2 separate regions of the Anas platyrhynchos genome follow, and region 2 is linked to region 1. The links are chromatin contacts, called in public Hi-C maps. All regions are on one chromosome and are shown on one strand. Each heading gives the region's core, a stretch centred on a gene start, on an enhancer-like site or on the middle of the called end of the contact. The rest is flanking DNA. Distances are from core to core; before and after follow the strand shown. Region 1 holds the start of CYBB (cytochrome b-245 beta chain). Region 2 overlaps SRPX (sushi repeat containing protein X-linked).

Region 1 (5,174 bases), core at 1,716-4,215:
ATGTGTACTGTAATGTGAAGATGAGAGTGATTTTTGAGTCTGTGATCAGGCTTTTAAACTATATGAACAAATGAATCTCCTCTATTGGCCATGACCCTTTGTAGCTTTGGAAACACCTTCACTGTAAGACACCTAATGTTGCATCAACCAGTTAGGTTATATTGAATAGCCCATGGTCCAGGAGCACGTGGCTGCTTGAATACTATCCACACACTTGATGAATTATGATTTCTTTTCAGAGCTGATAACTATGTAAAATATTCAGGCAATGAAAAAGGGAAAATGGTTGCACAATAGTTCCAATGGCAATATTTTATTCACCTTCTGCTAAATAAAGCGGCAACAACACGCTTAGTTTAATTATCAGGAGAATAATAGTTACCTGGAAACACCTTTAGAATGAGATATCTCTATTTTGCATACCAGCTTTCTATTCAGAAGCACTGGATGTCTGTCTGCATTAAGTTATCTGTTTATGTGTGAATTTAACTCCTACATGAACCTGCTGCTCCAGCAACTTGATCCTGTTTCAGTCACAAAAAAAATAGGGAAAAATGCTATGTCTATGCTCAGTCTATGACAAGATAATGTATGTTTTGTACTTACACCAAGGAGTTCTCTGGTGTAGAAGAATTTTTGTGGGACGTCATATGCAAGATAGAACCACCAAAAGAGGAAGACATTTAACCCCAGCCACACAAGCTGAAAGAGAAACAAAGAGGAAACTTTACAGTTTGTTGTTACAGATCATATAGCTGAATTTACACAGTTCAAAAAATCTTCAATTAGTTCATTGTGCTTCTATTTGCAGAGTTAGGTGTGCTGCAGGTGGAAATGGGAGCACAGGAGTGGCAATAAACCAAACCACAGATATTGGTAGCTGAAACTTTTGCATAGTCTAAAAGACTTACAGTTATGTAAGGACTGTCATATTACAGGTGTCTAGCTAAGTCTGTGAGTCTAGATAAATCTCCAAACATCATGAAAAGTTCCAAATGGCAGTTTGCCTGAAAATGTCCTTCCCATGCTGCACAAGTCCAGGAAAGTGAAGGGATTTCCATCAGCATAAGGCAGGATATGGGAAATCCCCAAATCCTCATTATAGAATTAATCTAATCTCAGGATTAAATGCTCTTGAATACACATTTAAAGTGACAGCATGCCAGTCCCATGTAGCCTGACAGCATGCCCAGGAGGCCAAGATGTTTGGTGTGATCCTAGATGGATTCTCACATTCCTTGGTGCTGACCCATACAGAACATGGACCCTCTGAAAAACACGGTGACACTCTGGCAACTTGTGCTGAGTGGTCGAGTTAGGGGCCATCCATGCTTTTCAGCTAGGGCCAGTGAAGATTGAGCATGCTGGAGTTAAGGATGCTATGTGTCTGTTTTATAGAGGTAAATCAATACAGACTGTGGCTGTCCTGTTCCTATCAAGCACTGGACATCCCTGTAGCTAGTCAGTGTATAATAAAGCCATAGTGAATAATGCAGAATACTTTGGTAAGGAAAGTGAACTGTGTGTTCACTTAGTTGCTTTCTTTATTGGTGACTCCTTTAGTTTGTTTCCCTACTAGATAACCTTGTATACCCCTGAGACTAAAAAAGGAAATAAAAAAATCCTACTTAAACAACCTAATGGCCTCTTACTTAATTCTGTTAATATTTCAGTTCTGATGCAAAAAATATGCCCGAATTCACCTCTTGGTAGTTTCAACTTCCTCAAGTCACTGAGGGTGACAGCAAACGTAGTTACTCCTTTTCAAAGTACTAAAGTGCTAATGCTTTATTCCTAAACTAGAGATAAGCATCTACAATGTTGTATGTAAGTATCAAATGTGCACGGCAGCAGCAATACGTTTTTTGAACAAAGACATTCACATTTCAGTCACCACAAATATAGATTGTCTATGGCTTTTTTGCATTACTTTCACTATTTACATATACTAACCCCCCTTGGCAGAAATCCCATAAATGGCATTACATTTTTATTGTATATATTATGTAAAATAATATTATCATATCATATCATATCATATCATATCATATCATATCATATCATATCATATCATATCTACACATATTAAATGTTATATATGCATAGCACTTGTATCACAATTATGTGGAAAAAAGTGAATGTTGAAATACTTTATCGTGCCTACATTTTCTTCAAGGAGGACTGCCTTGCCTTACTCTTCGGCTCTTTTAAATGGGAATGAGATTTCTGGTACTTTTAAATCTTGCTTGGAATGAATTTAACCTACTTCCACGGCTACTCCATGCAAGCTATATACAAACTCAGTTCAAATGCTAGTTGTCCTAACAAAGCATTCATGAATCTCTACTCTAAATTCTGGAATCTGACTCTAATATAAATTCTCTATCCTCAAGACACATCCACAGTGCTTTCAGTTACATCTACTTTTGTTTACAAAAGTGCAAGAAAGGCTTGTTGTTGTGATTGCTTTCTATTTTTGAAGTGCACATGGTTTACAGTGATATGTAATGTTATTATTTCCCCTTAAGTCACTGTTGCATTCAAATAAAATAAATACTTACATTTATTTCTAACAAATAAAATGACAGTTAACATAAGATCATTTCTAAATTGACAATAAAGCTGATAGCAATCAAGACACCAGCCAGGGCTCCTAAAACATCGTGTTCTTGAAGTGTGTCACTGCACTTGCTGCCCTAGTTTCAGAATAATCAGATAAATCATTCACTGACACAGTGAGATCTGCTTATTAAAACCTTCTGTAGAACTTTCTAATGGATACAAATCACAATAAAAATTGTACTTACAACAACAAAGATGGACAGTCCTTCATTCTCCACCCAGTTACCCATGATTGTCTGAGACGAGAGTGCACAACAGCCCTGCTCTTTCTGGGATAGTGTCTCTGTCTTCTCTCATAAGGAAGTGAGAGCAGAAGCTTGCAGCAACCTGTTTCCTTTCTCATTCATTTAGGAAATAAGTTAACCATTGAATCATATCCATAGTTCAATTTCAAACACGTTTCTACCCCTTTTTCATAGAACTTTTCATAACTCATACATATATAAACCATTGAAATACACTTTTCCTCATGATACAGAATTTGGATAAAATAAATAACGTAACTGGTGAGGTTTTATGCTGATAAAAATATTGCTACTTTATGTAACTTTTAATGCTGAAGTATAATACACAAAGCACAGAACAGTTATCTCCTCTCCAGTCTTGTCTTTTTTATCACCTCAGCTCTGAATTGCCATTCCTGCAGATCCCCTTTGATAAATTATCAATAGAATTATTTATCTTTCAGTAATTTAATGTTCACAGAAGCCTTCAAATGTAATCTAACACTCCTCTTGTCTGGGACATACATGCAAACCTTGCCACTTCCTCTTTGCTTGGGTCAAAAGCGAGGACGTGTCACTTGACAGTCTGTTTTTCATATTTGGTACTGTCACACAGTTCCAGTCCTGAGAATCCTGTCACTCTATAAGAAAGAAAAAAAGAAAAAAGAAAAGGAAAAAAAAAAAAGTAAGGTAAATATTTTTCTTCTGTGATTAGAGAGAAGAAATGGAAAATCATCCAAATGTATTTTAGAACTTGCAAGCCCATGGACATTTATCCCAAGTGTATTCATTTAAAAATGTATATATATGTTTGTGGGAAATTAATGATTCTGAATGTTTTGCCTCTGGTACCACAGTTCCCATACCTACAATAAAGATGGCAAAAAGATAGACTGGAGGAGGCTTTGGGATTGAGAAAGCACATCTTTTGGCAAGGTACAGTCCCTAGAGAGGAGAAATCCCTTTACACATGCCTCATGCTCACTTTTTTCTCCAATTCCACCTGTTGCACCACAGAAATACAGATCTCCTCCCAAAGTGACTGACAGAAGTCTGATTTCCAAGGAGGTGAGATGCATGTATGGATGATGGTAATGCATTCTACAAAGATCTTTTTAAACATTAAAAGCTATGTTCTTCCCTTCCCTTCCCTTCCCTTCCCTTCCCTTCCCTTCCCTTCCCTTCCCTTCCCTTCCCTTCCCTTCCCTTCCCTTCCCTTCCCTTCCCTTCCCTTCCCTTCCCTTCCCTTCCCTTCCCTTCCCTTCCCTTCCCTTCCCTTCCCTTCCCTTCCCTTCCCTTCCCTTCCCTTCCCTTCTACGGAAGAGTTTGGCTTGTGATCTCCCTCTGCCAGAGCCATGCCATGTGGTTCTGCTTGCTCCCATCCTGCAGAACTTCATGGCTTCCCAGAAAGAAATTTTGGGAGAGCCTGGTGGGGCCTAGCACAATACTAACAGCTATAGAGAACAGGACCATTTTCAGAGGCTTGATTCTGCGCCTACTGTAGTAAATAGAAAGCATCTTATCAAGCTTGTATAAATTAATTTCTTGGAGCCTGATTCTGGCAGTGATGTGATATTTGGTCAGGATGTAAAACTGAAGATGAGGGCACCCAGCATAATTCCCGATGCTCTTGCTGTTTTCTTCCTGTCTCTTCTTCCAGCATACTACCCTTATTAAACTTCTCCTGGAATATGGCCTCTGTAAGGTGACATAACTGGGTCTTGAACAGAAATCCACTGCAGAAACAACCTCATTTGTTGATTTTTTCATTCATTTTTCTCTCTCTCTCTTTTTTTTTTCTTTTTTTTTTTTCTTTTTTTTTTTTTTTCTGCAGAAGCAACCTCAAGCCTTTGGGAGCTGAACAGCTGGGGTGATCAGGGAAGGAAAGGAGTCAGAAAGACTCAGGGATGTCTGTTCTTGCTGTCAAGACTAGCCAGTTCTCCCCACACAGAAATAGCAGTGCTAGCACTCCATTTTCTTCCCCTGTTCAGGCCAAGTTACTCATGGCCTTTACAAGCAAGTGTGGGCAGCCAGGATGCTCTGAGCTTTGGCAGCCCTGGCTTGCCTGGCAGCTCCTCAGACACTGCAGCCACTGAAATGTGGGCTCACTGCTTCAGGAGGTTTCTCAAGGGCCATAAACCCAGTGGGGGCTGATCTTAGATTTGTCACAGTGGTCACAAACCTTAATATCCTCTTAGCAGTCTGACTAGCAGCCATGAAACAGAACATATTTTAGCTGCTCCAAGCCTAGCAGTTATCAAATACTTATAGTTTATCTCACTGCCTGAACTCAGAAGAAGAGGTGGAGGTCTTGGATCTCTGGATGTT
Region 2 (5,174 bases), core at 1,322-3,821, 160 kb before region 1:
GTATGTTGTAAAACAAATTCTGTAGCTGGATGAATGAGTGAATAGGCTTGCATGTTTATAAAGCAAATTCAGGTTTTATTCCATATTCTAGAAGATTTTGCTGTTCAGCAAGATTGAGAAACTTTATGCCACTAGTTGTAAATCTTCTATTTGCTATGTCAATTTTCTTTAAAAAGTCCATCTCAATATTGGTCTCCTCTGCCAAAATCCATCAGAAGCCCAAACAATAAAAAAACTTGGTATTTGTTTTGTCACTTTAAATGGCAGCTGTTGCTTTTTGGTAAACCGATCTGTGAACATTCAAGAATTGTAATGTACTTGTTTTGATTACTTGAGAACACTGGATGTTGGTGTCGTGTTGTATGTTAGTGCTACTTCACAGAGAATTAATGGGCCTTAAAGATGAGGTAAGTCATAAAGTAATTCAGACATTTATGAGCAACAATCATACTGTGGTTATAGTGCTGTTTTCAGAAAGTTCTTACATTCCTCCCAGTAAAATACTTCAGTGTAAAATTTTGCTTTAAAACAGATGCATATTTCTCTAAAGCTTTGTTTGTGTAAACTCATTTTTCTTTGCCTTTTAACGCGTAACCCTCTGTGGACCCTTAGAAAAAGAATCCCAGAGATCACGAGGATAAATCAGTGCCAATTCATGCCAGGGCAGGCAAGTAGTTAAAATGCGGATTCTGTATAAATTCCTTTTGTACGGTGATCCAAAATGGATTATATTAATGTCAGCCAAAATGTCACTGGGGTAAGTGAAACATAATGACTCATTCACACAGATATTAAAAACTACCCCGAGCTTGGAAGCTCTACTGCCAAATGTTGAAGATCAGACAATGTGAATCTAAGAGTATAAAGCATGGAGCAGAAAAGGCTCGCTCTTCATTAGCATATTTATTTCAGTTGGTAATGGGGGGAAGGGGAGTAGAGAAGGACAAAGCGAGGAAAAATGGCCTAAGTAGCAGTGTTCAGAGCAGCTCCTTGAATGTGCAGCCCAGCATTTTGGTTATGGCCTATTCCTTGGTCAACAAAACTCCCCAGTAGCAAGTAACTAAATGAGGTTGCTTAACTTGTGTTAACGTACGTGAGCAGTGCTGTGCTTTTTTCTTTGCACACATGCACACTAAACAGTGCACAAGCAAGCACGTGGATTTGTCCATACTAGACACATGCAAACAAAAAAGAAAATGGCAGTTTATGGGAGGGAACTGACCTCCTACCAAACCCTTTTGTCTCCCTCTGGATGTTTTTCAGCTTGCTCAGCTTTCCAGAGAAACATTGCTGAGACTTTCTGTATCTGCAGCATTTTTACAGAGCTTTTCCCTCCCTCCCTGGTGAACCTGCTGCTCTGCTGGCTGGTGTGCCCGCCAGTACAACAGGTCATTTTGCATGCTGATTATGAAGGAAAACTGAGACTGGTGTTTAAACAGAGCTGAGGGGCTGGGGAAAACGATGCTCTCAAAACTGCTTTCCTTCTTGCCACTTGGCATGGCTGTCTTGGATCGCGTTTTATGAGGAAAAGCTTCCCGAACACAGCAGTTCCTGTGTTCATCACTGCTCTAATGCCAACCGCTCTGATGGTCCTGGTTCTCCTAACATGTTTTCTCAAATACTATAATGAGCAAACTGTAGCCCAGCTGTAGAGGCAACATAGTGGCTTCGGCCATTTCTGCTTGCTGTCTTTTTTCCAGTGATTTCAGATACAGCTGAGTCTTTGAAGAGTTTTACTACTAAATGATAATGCAGCCTATAGTATCGCTAAGGAACGGTGAGAACTGTCCATTAAACAGAAGAACACTGTAAAGGACTTGTACCTAAAAACTCAAATTTCATTTGCTTGAACAGAACCCCATGAAGCCCCAGAAGAAATGTCTAGGAAACTTGGAGCCTCTCTTACTGCCAAAACCTCCATGAACAGGGTTGATCTTGTCTCGAGGCAGGGAATTGATGTGTGACCTCTCCAGGCCTTATCCAGCCCTAATATTCCAGAAATACTACATGTAGCTGCTTAGCCTTTGAAAAACAGTATGCTCCTTCACTTAAAAATAAACAGGCTTTGATCTGAAACTTTGTAGTGTTGTTTGATGTGCTTTCAGGCACATAAAGCTTTTCAAGTTAGCTGGTTTTTATTCGGTGATATCAGTTGGTCCAAACCCAGATCCTTGCCCCCTTCTGAACCCTGCCTCACCCATTTTCTCCTAATCGCTTTCAGTTTCAGAGTAAGCATAATAATGATTTAGATCAAACAGATGTTCCTCCTAAGCTCTTACAGTTATCTGCATCCAAAAGAATGCCTGTTTTTGTTTTTCATTTCTAACAGTATCATTTGCTCCAGTAGAAGAAGTTCTGCCCCTCCCTAGGAGCCTTGCCCTCTTTCTCTCTGTAGACCACCATAGCTGCCACGACACCACAGCAAGTTGTTCTTTTTTTTCTTCTTCAGCATTCAGTTTGTGCATTTTTTAGCTGTTAGCCATTTTTTTAAATACGTGTAGTTGCTTACTCAAGGCAAGCATGTTTGGAAAGCCACAAAAATTCTGAGGAAAGCTCTGGCATGTTTGCAGTACCTGGAGCAGCTGCTTTGCCTTACCGACGGGCCTGCCGATCGTATTGCACAGCGCCCTTCATGAAGGAAATTGGTCATGCTTGTTTGCAGTTTGTGTATGCAGAAAACCTTAGGCATAAGGAATTAGAGCTGATTAGCAAAAAAAATGCCTAGCTAGCCCAGCCTGGCACACTCTGCATTCCCCTGGTTGAGCCCCTTCAGTCAGCGGCGTTCCCCTCCTGACTTCAGGCTTAGGCCCTTCTTCTTACTGACGTTTGGGGCAAGAGAAAAGTAAGGGGGACAGAAAGGACTGAAATTTGGGGGGGAGGGTTAGTCAGCCCACTGAAGGGGTGATTATACAAAGGGTGTTGTTAGCTCAGGAGGAGGAGGAAGGTTTCTGCAGGAGATGGAGGAGGCAGAGGCTGACTGTGAATCCAATGCGCGTGGCCTGCCCTCGGGTCTGAGCTGAGGCTTGAGGCTGTGCCCACTGCCATCGCTCACGACTTCAGCAGTAGCTGATTGACTGTTAATTCCTGCTAACTCACGCTCCCTGTGGGCTCTTCCAGTTCTCATTTGGTTCACAGCAAGCATTGTGAGACAGCCATGGCAATACAGCCCTCCAAGAGAGTAGCCAGAGTCACAGAACGGTTTGGGTTGGAAGGGACCTTAAGGATCACCTGGTTCCACCCCCCTGCCATGGGCAGGGACACCTCCCACCAGCCCAGGCTGCCCAAAGCCCCATCCAGCCTGGCCTTGAGCACCTCCAGGGATGGGGCACCCACAGCTTCTCTGGGCAGCCTGTGCCAGGGCCTCAGTCAGTCGATAAATTTTCTTTTTTATTTTTTCTCTTACTTATTTATTTGTTTTGGTAGCTATAGCGTACAGAATAGGGTGAAGAGCAGGGATTAGTGCTAAAACAAACCAAAAAACCCACCCTCCACCAAACTAATTTTTCAATATTGTGAGGTAAATAGTATGTTTTTGGCGTTCAGTACTTTCAGGAAACAGGATAGGTGGAGAAGAAAAAAAAGAGATGGGATGGTTGTGTGGCTGGGCCAAAAAGCTGAGCTGCACTCTGCTCCAACCTGCTGTTGGGCTCCTCTGCTGATTTCCCCCTGCCTCAGTTATGGCACATTTGGTGATGATGCAAATAATGCCACGTATGTGTCTTTGTCGAGAGTTTTCAGATGTATTGGTGAAATTCAAAAGTAAGCACACAGTGCAGTAAGACTTCTTCAGAAACCAAATAGCCTAGAGCTCTTGGACTAGTCAAAACCCTGATAATGAGTCTCTCATTTTAGTCCCCAGGTGCTCTTACTGCTTCTTCGCGACCAACACAGCAAAACGTGGGCTGTAAATCCAGTGTCTGTGAGGAAGGAGTAAATATGGCCTGGAGACATTCTACACTGAATGTAAACTGTAGCAGCCTGTGCTGATTTTTGCTTTTGTATGCGAAACTGATCCCAATCGTGTAGAAAAATGTACATAACTACTACAAGAATTAAGAGTTAGAAGTAAAAATCTGCCAAAGCGTTGCTTTTTTTCCAGAAGTTATTTTTAAATGTCTCCTGTGACTTAGTAAGGATGAAAGCTAAAACTCTTTGCCTAGGGCTTTGTTTGTTTGTTTTCTCTTTTCTCTTTTCCCATCTCTCTGGCAGACTTCTCTAGGACCTTGAAAGTTTTGTTAGCTATGTCCCACATGTCACACAGTGTCACACAGGATCTTCGGCCCTGTTGTCTCTCTCTCTCGCCTTGCAGTCCCTCCATCCCTGTAGACATGTCCTTCTCAAGTCTTGGAGCTGAGAAGGGGCAGGCTTAGTCACTGCTTGTATAGGAAACTCCAGCTGAAAAGCTGCCCAGTGCAGAAAAAGGCAGTGCTTTCTTAGTGCACAGTGTTGTCAAAGCTCAACACAGATTTTGAAGCTTTTCCCGTGAAGCAGAGATCTATCTGATACTGCACCCATCGGTATGGTGTTAAGTACTCACAAGAAGACAGTATCTACATCGTGACTACTTTAAAGGGATGACTAATTATTAAAAATTTAGTTTTACAGGCATTTAGGTTTCCCTTTCTCCCACAAATTTGGCAGAAGCATTATTCGGGAAGTCCCAGCAAAATTCAAGCTTTCCTCTGACTTGGCAGATGCATCCACAGGCTGAAGGAGCTGGGGCTGTTCAGCCTGGAGAAGAGAAGGCTGTGGGGACACCTTACAGCGGCCTTCCAGGAGCTAAAGGGGGCCTACAGGAAAGCCGGGGAGGGACCCTTTGTCAGGGAGTGGAGCGATAGGAGAAGAGGTAATGGCTTTAAACTGAAAGAGGTTAGGTTTTGACTAGGTACAAGGAGGAAATTCTGTACTTGGAGGGTGGTGAGGCACTGGCACAGGCTGCCCAGAGAAGCTGTGGGTGCCCCATCCCTGGAGGTGCTCAAGGCCAGGCTGGATGGGGCTTTGGGCAGCCTGGGCTGGTGGGAGGTGTCCCTGCCCATGGCAGGGGGGTGGAACCAGGTGGTCTTTAAGGTCCCTTCCAACCCAAACCGTTCTGTGACTCTGTGATCCACGTCACTGTCCTGCATCCAGGAGCAACTAGAAAGTGGTTCTCCTACTCCAGGCCATGGGTCCATGTT

The links. A called contact is a pair of places that touch in the nucleus more often than the background predicts.
Region 2: a contact with region 1 is called in a Hi-C map of liver, with 2.2 times the contacts expected there. The contact joins the enhancer-like site here to the promoter of CYBB in region 1. A contact is called at or near these places in 2 of 8 Hi-C or Micro-C datasets (liver and subcutaneous adipose tissue).

The regions. Positions count from the first base shown.
Region 1 is chr1:121,861,818-121,866,991 of IASCAAS_PekinDuck_T2T, reverse strand. It overlaps CYBB (cytochrome b-245 beta chain), which reads right to left and starts at 2,965. Exons shown (of 13, transcript XM_013094535.5): 1 at 2,808-2,965; 2 at 607-702. The coding sequence starts at 2,852.
Region 2 is chr1:122,023,023-122,028,196 of IASCAAS_PekinDuck_T2T, reverse strand. All of the region lies in intron 1 of SRPX (sushi repeat containing protein X-linked), which reads left to right. Among named protein-coding and RNA genes, the nearest start is that of SRPX, 25 kb to the left of the region's middle. Within about 2 kb of position 2,571, at least 2 of the 8 cell types and tissues checked have an H3K27ac peak or open chromatin away from gene starts, as enhancers often do.